Regions from separate parts of the Hordeum vulgare genome. Here region 1 is linked to region 2. Evidence: chromatin contacts called from public Hi-C data. All regions are on one chromosome and are shown on one strand. Each heading gives the region's core, a stretch centred on a gene start, on an enhancer-like site or on the middle of the called end of the contact. The rest is flanking DNA. Distances are from core to core; before and after follow the strand shown. Region 1 holds the start of LOC123444449 (bifunctional riboflavin kinase/FMN phosphatase-like). Region 2 holds the start of LOC123444444 (calcyclin-binding protein-like).

The links. A called contact is a pair of places that touch in the nucleus more often than the background predicts.
Region 1: a contact with region 2 is called in a Hi-C map of leaf, with 4 times the contacts expected there. The contact joins the promoter of LOC123444449 here to the promoter of LOC123444444 in region 2. A contact is called at or near these places in 3 of 6 Hi-C or Micro-C datasets (leaf and seedling) and 1 of 1 datasets of contacts at active chromatin or transcription factors (embryo).

The regions. Positions count from the first base shown.
Region 1 is chr3H:493,821,134-493,825,227 of MorexV3_pseudomolecules_assembly, reverse strand. LOC123444449 (bifunctional riboflavin kinase/FMN phosphatase-like) reads left to right here and starts at 1,543. Exons shown (of 10, transcript XM_045121159.1): 1 at 1,543-1,738; 2 at 2,034-2,220; 3 at 2,301-2,431; 4 at 2,849-2,918; 5 at 3,177-3,242; 6 at 3,669-3,823; 7 at 3,911-4,000. The coding sequence starts at 1,675.
Region 2 is chr3H:493,368,233-493,371,923 of MorexV3_pseudomolecules_assembly, reverse strand. It overlaps LOC123444444 (calcyclin-binding protein-like), which reads left to right and starts at 1,736. Exons shown (of 5, transcript XM_045121152.1): 1 at 1,736-1,994; 2 at 2,116-2,244; 3 at 2,964-3,203. The coding sequence starts at 1,878.

The DNA.
Region 1 (4,094 bases), core at 294-2,793, 450 kb before region 2:
CATAGAGAGGGGCCACACATGCGAGGTCGCGGTCGCCACTGGCCCCATGAAGGGAACCATATCCCCTTCCGCCTAGGGTCGAGGATGCCTACTCCCGTGGCAGGATAGTGAGTATCGTGCCCAAGAGCACACACACTGAGATGTCATCCTAGCTCATCACAGTTGGACGAACCACACAACCAACAGACGCCTCCGTACCACGACAACCCTCACCCAAAACCACGACTTACCGAGACAACTTATTCACACAAAACACAACGCGCACAATGACATGCGGCCCATTTCGAAGCGAATCTTGAGCTTTCACCGAGGAACGGGGTCAAGGATGGAAGGAGGGTCCTGAACGAAGCCTTCAAGGAGAAAAGTGGCATCCTTGGGCATCGGCTCCGCCATGGCCAAGCCAGTGGACCAAGGGTTTCCCCTCGACCGAACTTGTGCCACCAACACCTCACCATCCATGACAACGGTCGCTCTAATCTGGGATGGGCAAGGAGTGAGGCAAAGAGGGGGGGGGGGGCGAGACATACCTTCACATATGTTGTCAGAGGCGAAGAAGGCCTCATGCTGTGACCACCACCCGTCATCGTCTAGCCGCCCGAACAACCAAGGAACGACCACCAACACATGCAAGCATCACTTGCCGCCAAGATGCCGGCGTGCCACCAAGCCCCCATGACAGTTGTCCATCGGGAGAGAAAAGGTTCACCGGCGACCTCCGTGGATGGCCCTAGTTGCCCGAGGGGACAATTAGGGGGGGGGGAGGGGTGTGGGAGGGTGAGAGATATCTACGATATCAAACATAGTTGCTCACAAACATGTACATACACTCATCCTCTACGAACCCCCGCACACACACTTCGTGTTAGCCATTCAACCATAGGTTGGTTCTATCCTATAAACTTAGTCAAACACAAAGCTTTTTCTTTCTTTTTAGGAAGTTTGACTTCTAAAATATCTATATGGAAGGGAGTACATCCTACGGGCTACGACACAGGATCGGCCTCCTGCATTATCGGCGCATTGGTCCATGGTGACCAGATCGTGTGCACTCCTATCATGAGAGGCTAATTTTAGAGGGGATTTGACACCGGTTTGAAAAAAAATCAGGATCTCACCCTTTTTCTATCGTCGGGTCGATGGGATAGGATATACCGGCCTATCGTCCTGGTCTCTGACGGTTGACAACTTATCCATATCAGCGCAACGCAAGCCTACCGTCAAACAGGCTGACGGCCTGTGCAAGCCTACTTGAGGTGCCCGACGATAGATACATAATAACACTTTGTTTGATTTTTTTTTTTTATAACAGGACGCATCTCGATGCTAGGCTGTTATACCGTACCTTCATCGACCCTGACGATAGAAAAAGGTAACATTTCATTTAAAAAAAAAACTGAAACCAAATCTGCCTGAACTTTCACAATTATCCGCCGCGCATACGGCACTAGGCACGGAGTCTGACCTCACACCGCAACATAACAGGGAATCAACCAATTGCCCTCCCCGAGCCTGACCGGTCGCGCATCGTTGCAAATGGACTCTGATTCCACCTATCCCCTCCTCGTCGGCCTCCTTCCGCCCCGAACCTTAAATCCCACGACCAGCCTCCCTCCCACCCAAACCCGCCAATCTCCTCCGTGCATCGCCTCGCCTCGCCTCCTCCGCGCTTCATCCATGGCAGCGACGCATCGGGTCTCCGCCGTGATCTTCGACCTCGATGGCACCCTCCTGGACACAGGTACGCGGATCCGCTTGCTCTCACGCTCGCGCCGCCGTCCCGTTCCGTTCGATGCTCCGCCTAGTTCAGTCGATGTATACTATGCTCGAGTAGTTACACAAGGATTTGTTTTTTTCTGTTCGTGGCGGGGTGTTTGGTCATCTTCTCCAAACCTACGTCCTGCATTCGAAAATCAGGATTTGTTGTGCCGAGGCGCTGCCTTTCCAATAAAGCAGAGTAAAGTGCGATATGAAGTAGGAGTAGTTTAAAAAAAGTTCAGTATGGAGTTTGTAAAGTTTGTTATGTCTTGGTGCAGAGAGGGCAACAAGGGACGTCCTGAAAGAGTTCTTGGGGGCCTACGGGAAGGTCCCAGATGCGGCCAAGGAGGAGAAGCGATTGGGGCAGATGCACAGGGAGTCCACGACCGGGATCATCGCAGATTACGGGTTGCCGTTCACCGTCGAGGAGTATTCAGAGGCAATATACCCGCTGTATATCAAAAGGTTTGATTCGTTTTACTCAGCTGATCAAGTGACACTCACGATTGACGGAAGCACTGAACTTGGCCTCACTTGCTCTCCAGGTGGCAAAGGTCAAGCCCGCTTCCAGGGGTTAACAGGCTTCTCAAGCACCTCCACAAGAACGGAGTACCCCTGGCGCTCGCTTCAAATTCCATCAGGAGAAATATTGATCACAAAATTTTGAAACTAGGAGGTCTGAACCTTACTTCAATCTACAATACATCATGTGTTTCCCCCCAGAGAAATAGAGTGTCGCATGGGATAACTTGCCACTCCTTTTGGTATTTCCACAAGTGCCATTTGGAATGCAACAAGTAGTTTTTGTTTTACTGAAGGAAAGAATAAGTCTGTCGTTATAGTACTAAGTAATTAATTCGGTGAAAGAAATTGTGGCTTTGCTTGATCTGTCATGACTATCTTCGGAGTTCCCTATGCTCACACTTGGGTGTACTAATTCATTGTTAATTCTGTTTTTTCAGTCATCTGTGCCCTAGACATTCCATTGCACAGATAGAAAAGTTATAGCAATACTGGAAGTTTTATAAAGTGCTAGGTTTACTTATGTTATGATATGTAAGCTGATCTATCAAAATCTCCCCTTATTTTCCAGAACTGAAAGACTGCTTTTCGGTGGTTCTTGGTGGTGATCAGGTCCCTCATGGAAAACCTTGCCCCGACATGTGCGTACTTACACAAGTTTATCAGATGTCAATTGCACATTCCTTGCAGTGATTAGCATGTATGCACTGCGCTATTTCCATGCAACATCATGAGTAACTTGCAGTGAAATTACCTTATGTGTCCCAGGATATAACATTCACGTATAGTATCATCTTATTTGACCATATAAGATAACTAATTTTGGTGAAAACAGGATTTAAACCATCTTTAGCTTTGTGCATAACATTGCTGATTCAGTGCCATCAATATTTTTGTAGATTTCTAGAGGCCGCAAAGAGACTTGGTGTAAATCCGTCATCATGCTTGGTCATAGAAGATTCTCTGTAAGTATAGCAAACACTACTGCCGTACAGGCTTTCCCCAATGATGGTTAGTTTTCCTTTTGGAAGGGAAAATGGAAGAAGTTCAGGTTTCATACAAGATATAGCTTTACCGACAATAGACAACTTTTGAATGTGCATCATAGTATAGATACAGCCTTAAATAGCATAACTCAGACATAGTTGCCAAATAGTCGTGCTAATAAAACCAAATTTAGAAGCTAGTGCTTATCTGCTTTTATTTTTCTTTTCAAATATGTTTTCCCAAGTGTTGTTATTTTCAAGACAATTGCACTTTACAGTAGGTACCAAATTTCTGCACTCAGAAGTGAAGTGTAATCACAGAGATATTAACGTTGCTTTTGTTAAAAAATAACACCCGTTTTCTATTTAATTGAACTTACTGCTTTGTTGGCAAAATGTTCTCAGTGTTGGAGTTCAGGCTGCCAAGGCTTCTGGGGCGAAGGTAGTTGCTGTTCCATCACTCCAAAGTCAAAGGCATTGTTACTCAATTGCTGATCTCATCCTCTATTCACTGCTAGACTTCCATCCTGAGCTGTGGGGTCTCCCCCCATTTGAAGACCGTAATTCTTTCTCCATTAACCTCCGGTTTTATTTTAGTTGATTTATTTTAATTATTTAAATCTGCTGGCTGCCCATTTATGTTGCAGGCATTCAATGCGCTTTGTCCATGGAACCATTACTCTCAAATGCTCAGATAGGTGATGTGGTTCTAAACAATACTCATACAATTAGAGCAGGTCAGACGCCTTCCTATGCTCTTCGAATATGTCAATAGCTGATAATATTACAATTAACACATAGTGTGTTGCAAAATACTGCAACGGCACATCT
Region 2 (3,691 bases), core at 487-2,986:
AAAAAAAGTGAATGAGACCAAATTATATCTCATCTAGATGAGTTCTAGCCACTCCCTTTAAGATTCATGGCTCCACGGCGTCCGTTGATTACTCGGTTGCGGGTGGCGGACAGATTAGTCAGGCTGGATCTGATTTCCTTGTGCCCGACGACTATGGCGGCAAGGCGCATGGCACAACAACGAGATATCGGTCTACCTCGCAGTGCTTGCCCCAGGTCTGCGAGGGAGATGTGCAGACCAGCGAGAGTGTGTGCTAACCGTATATCTGGACATATGTCGGGCCGGCCTAATAAAACCCGCAACCGGTCCGACCGTCGGTGCCTAAATTGTTGGCACAAGTACGGCCCGCCAGTGAAAAGGCACCGTCAGGCATCTTTCCTAAATCCTAAAAATGGCAAGCCTGAGCCGGCTCAGTCCGCCGGTGAAAAAGCCCGTCGGCCCCCTTTCATAAATTGCAAAAATGACAAACCCGAGCCCGGCCCGACCTAGTCATGTGGCCCAAAATCTAGGCCCAAGCCCGACTCATGGGCAAGGTCGGGCCAGGCGGGGGTTTTGATGGCCAGGTGTAGCTGGCAGATGTGCGATAGTGTGTGTGTGTGTTGGGGAGGGGGGAGGGGGGGTGACTAGTCGCTCGTGCTCTAGGAGAAAGCTTTGCTCGACAACTGCTGCGTCGATGCTGCCAATGCCCTTTCGGGTTCATTTCCTTTTTGTTGGCATTGTTGGCGGATTTAGGCCCCTAGCAGCTCGGGCGGCGCCCCGGGGCGTAAGGCAAATCTCTAGTGTACACTGTAGCATTTTACTATAGCTATACTGCTACAGTAAATGAAGGATGTCTAGGTTTGGCCCTGCTTGCGTGGGGCTTGGCCCATTCCTGAGTCCCCCACTGATCGTGGAATCCAACTTTTTTGAACGGGGTGCTTGGACTTATGGTAAAAGCCTTGGATCCGACTTGTTGGTTCACATGACAACATCATTTCTAATGTTACCTGACCATTAGAGGGGCGTCTTCGAAGACCTTCATCCCTTTGCTCAATGCCTTTAGGCTAGATGAGGGAGGAGCAATGCGGGGTCGGTGGCGTGATGACGTGTGTGCTTTTCTGACAAAGACAATGATGACATCATTAATATATGGATACTGGCCAAGGTGATGTACACCACAGAGCTCAGTGACACCGCACCCGTTGGTCCTTGGTAGAGGGGCACTCTTCCGGCTTATTTCATACTCCCTCCGTCTCAAAATAAGTGTCTGGAGCTTAGTTCAACTTTGTACTAGAGCTAGTATAAAGTTGAGACAATTATTTTGGAACGAAGGAAGTAGTTAATATATATTATTATTTTTGAACCTCAAAATATATCAGGTTATTTGTAATCGCCCCGTTCAAATTTACTTTGGTTTGAACTAACCTCTTGCAGAATGCCCGATTGCATCATGCCACTAGCTCTTCACCAGTATCACCACTGCCATCTCGAAAGGAAAAAAAATGCTCTTCACCTCTTTTTTTGCTTGAGAAATACCTTTTTTTCATGAATGGACCAATCCTCTGCCGCTCTAGCCCACAGGCCCACAAATATATGAACAGGAGAGCTAACAGCAAATATTGGGCCAACCCATTCCGGCCGAACACGAGAGTCGGTCAGTAGCAAGTACTGGGCTAAAATGCAGGCGCTAAAGCTTTGGGCCCGGTCCATCGTTCCCCGCGTAACTAGGCCGTCCATTCCTCCTCCACCCTACTGGTCTCCTCTGGAACCTTCCCCTTCCTTCCGCCCCAACCGAACCGAACCCCCCACAAACCCCGTAACCTCGCACCCCCACCCGAAGGCACGAGAAACACCCCGAGAAGAGAGAGAGAGAGAGAGAGAGAGAGAGAGCTCCGGAGATGTCGGCGGACGAGCTGCGGATGGACCTGGAGGAGCTGCGGCGGCTGGAGGGCCTCGCCACGCGCCCCCGCGTCGTCTCCCTCCTCTCCAACGAGATCCGCAGCGTCGACGCCAAGGTCTGCCCTTTCCTATCCCCTTCTCCCGCCGTCCATGCGTTTTCCGCTGATCGATTCATTCCGGCGCGCTGGGTGGACTCGGATTTTCGTGTTGAGCTCATGTCTTTCTGTTTGCTGGCAGCTGGCCTCGCGGGCTGCGCCCGTGCCGACGCCGGCGCCGCAGGCGCTCGCGGCGGCGGCGGCCCCTGCTGGTCCGAGCTACGTCACGCTGGGGTCGTTCAGCTGGGACCAGGACAACGAGAAGATCAGGGTACGTCGCTGCGAGAAAGGGGTCGTTTTTTTCTTTACGATTCTAAGTTCGTTGGCAATACTGCTAATGTGCTGGTTGGTTGATCCTATCTCCTCGTGCTTTAGACTTTACGCCATCTGGGCTCAGTGTCCAATGCTGGTTCGTAAAACAATCTTACTGTCAAAACAAAATGTTCCACTGCTGCCATCTTAACCAATAGTTGTATGATAGATTGTCTTATAAACTAATGAAATGATGATTGAGGGTGCAATATACCTTCGTCAGAAATTATTGACTACCCCATAATCTTATTATTACACAACTATTTTTCCTCAGGAACACTTGGATAGTAGTACTCCCCATGTAAACTAATATAAGACGCTTTAGATCATTGCCACTGAACAGACTTATCCTGTTATAATGCCCCTTTCCTTCTTACTACTGCGCGGGTTCTTAACAGTAATTGCAAACACAAGAACAGCTTATGGCATTTTGCTTGCTATTAAGCTAGAACCCAAATTTATTGTATCTCGGTAAATTTGTATGACAGGTTAGAATCGGTTCGTTTATTCGTAGGGCTGGCTACTTGACTGGTGAAATGTTTGCTTGGCATTAAGATAGAACCAACTTTATTGTCGTCTTCTTTGTATTAGTGAACTGAATTCACATGGCATTTGAATTTGAGGATTTCCCATGATGGTATTTAGATAACAGTTGTACTTTGTGCTCTGCCTGTTCAGGTCTATGTTTTCCTTGAGAATGTCGACCAAGAGAAGGTGGAGACTACTTTCAAGCCAATGTCAGTGGATATCAAGTTTCATGATGTTAAAGGCAAGAACTATAGGTGTGCCATCCCAAAACTGAACAAAGAAATAGTTCCTGAGAAATGCAAGATTGTGGTCAAGCCTACAAAGATTGTCATCACCCTGTGGAAAGCTTCTTCCGGCAATTGGTTGGACCTACACTACAAGGAAGACAAGGTAATTTCTGTACCGAGTTTTCATTGCCTTGGCCTCTCGACTTCTCTGAAAAAAATTAGGACTTAATTTTCCACAAACAAATAATATTAACCATAATTCCCATGGGCGCTGGATTCTCCTGGGTGAATAATTTTTTGGGATGAATAATTTGTGGTAGTGAGATCTCTCAAGTGATCACCAGAAAATATATTGGAAGCATTCAGTTATGTAGGAACCTGATGCAATGGTATTATGGTAGTAATTCAAGATTTTTTGTCTCCTGCATATTAGTACATTATACTGCTATTGTGAGTGTTAGCATCCCTGAAGAGAGGTCGGGCAACAAAGACTTGTGAATTACAACAGAGCTAGATGGAGGGGCAAACCAGCTGGGAGAGAAATATATCTAGTGTAGTAGGATTTCAGAGAGATCAGAGCTGGAATTTAGGAAGTGGGAGCATTGTTTAGTCATTGCTTGATCAAAAGATTACATGGTCACTTGGCCAGAC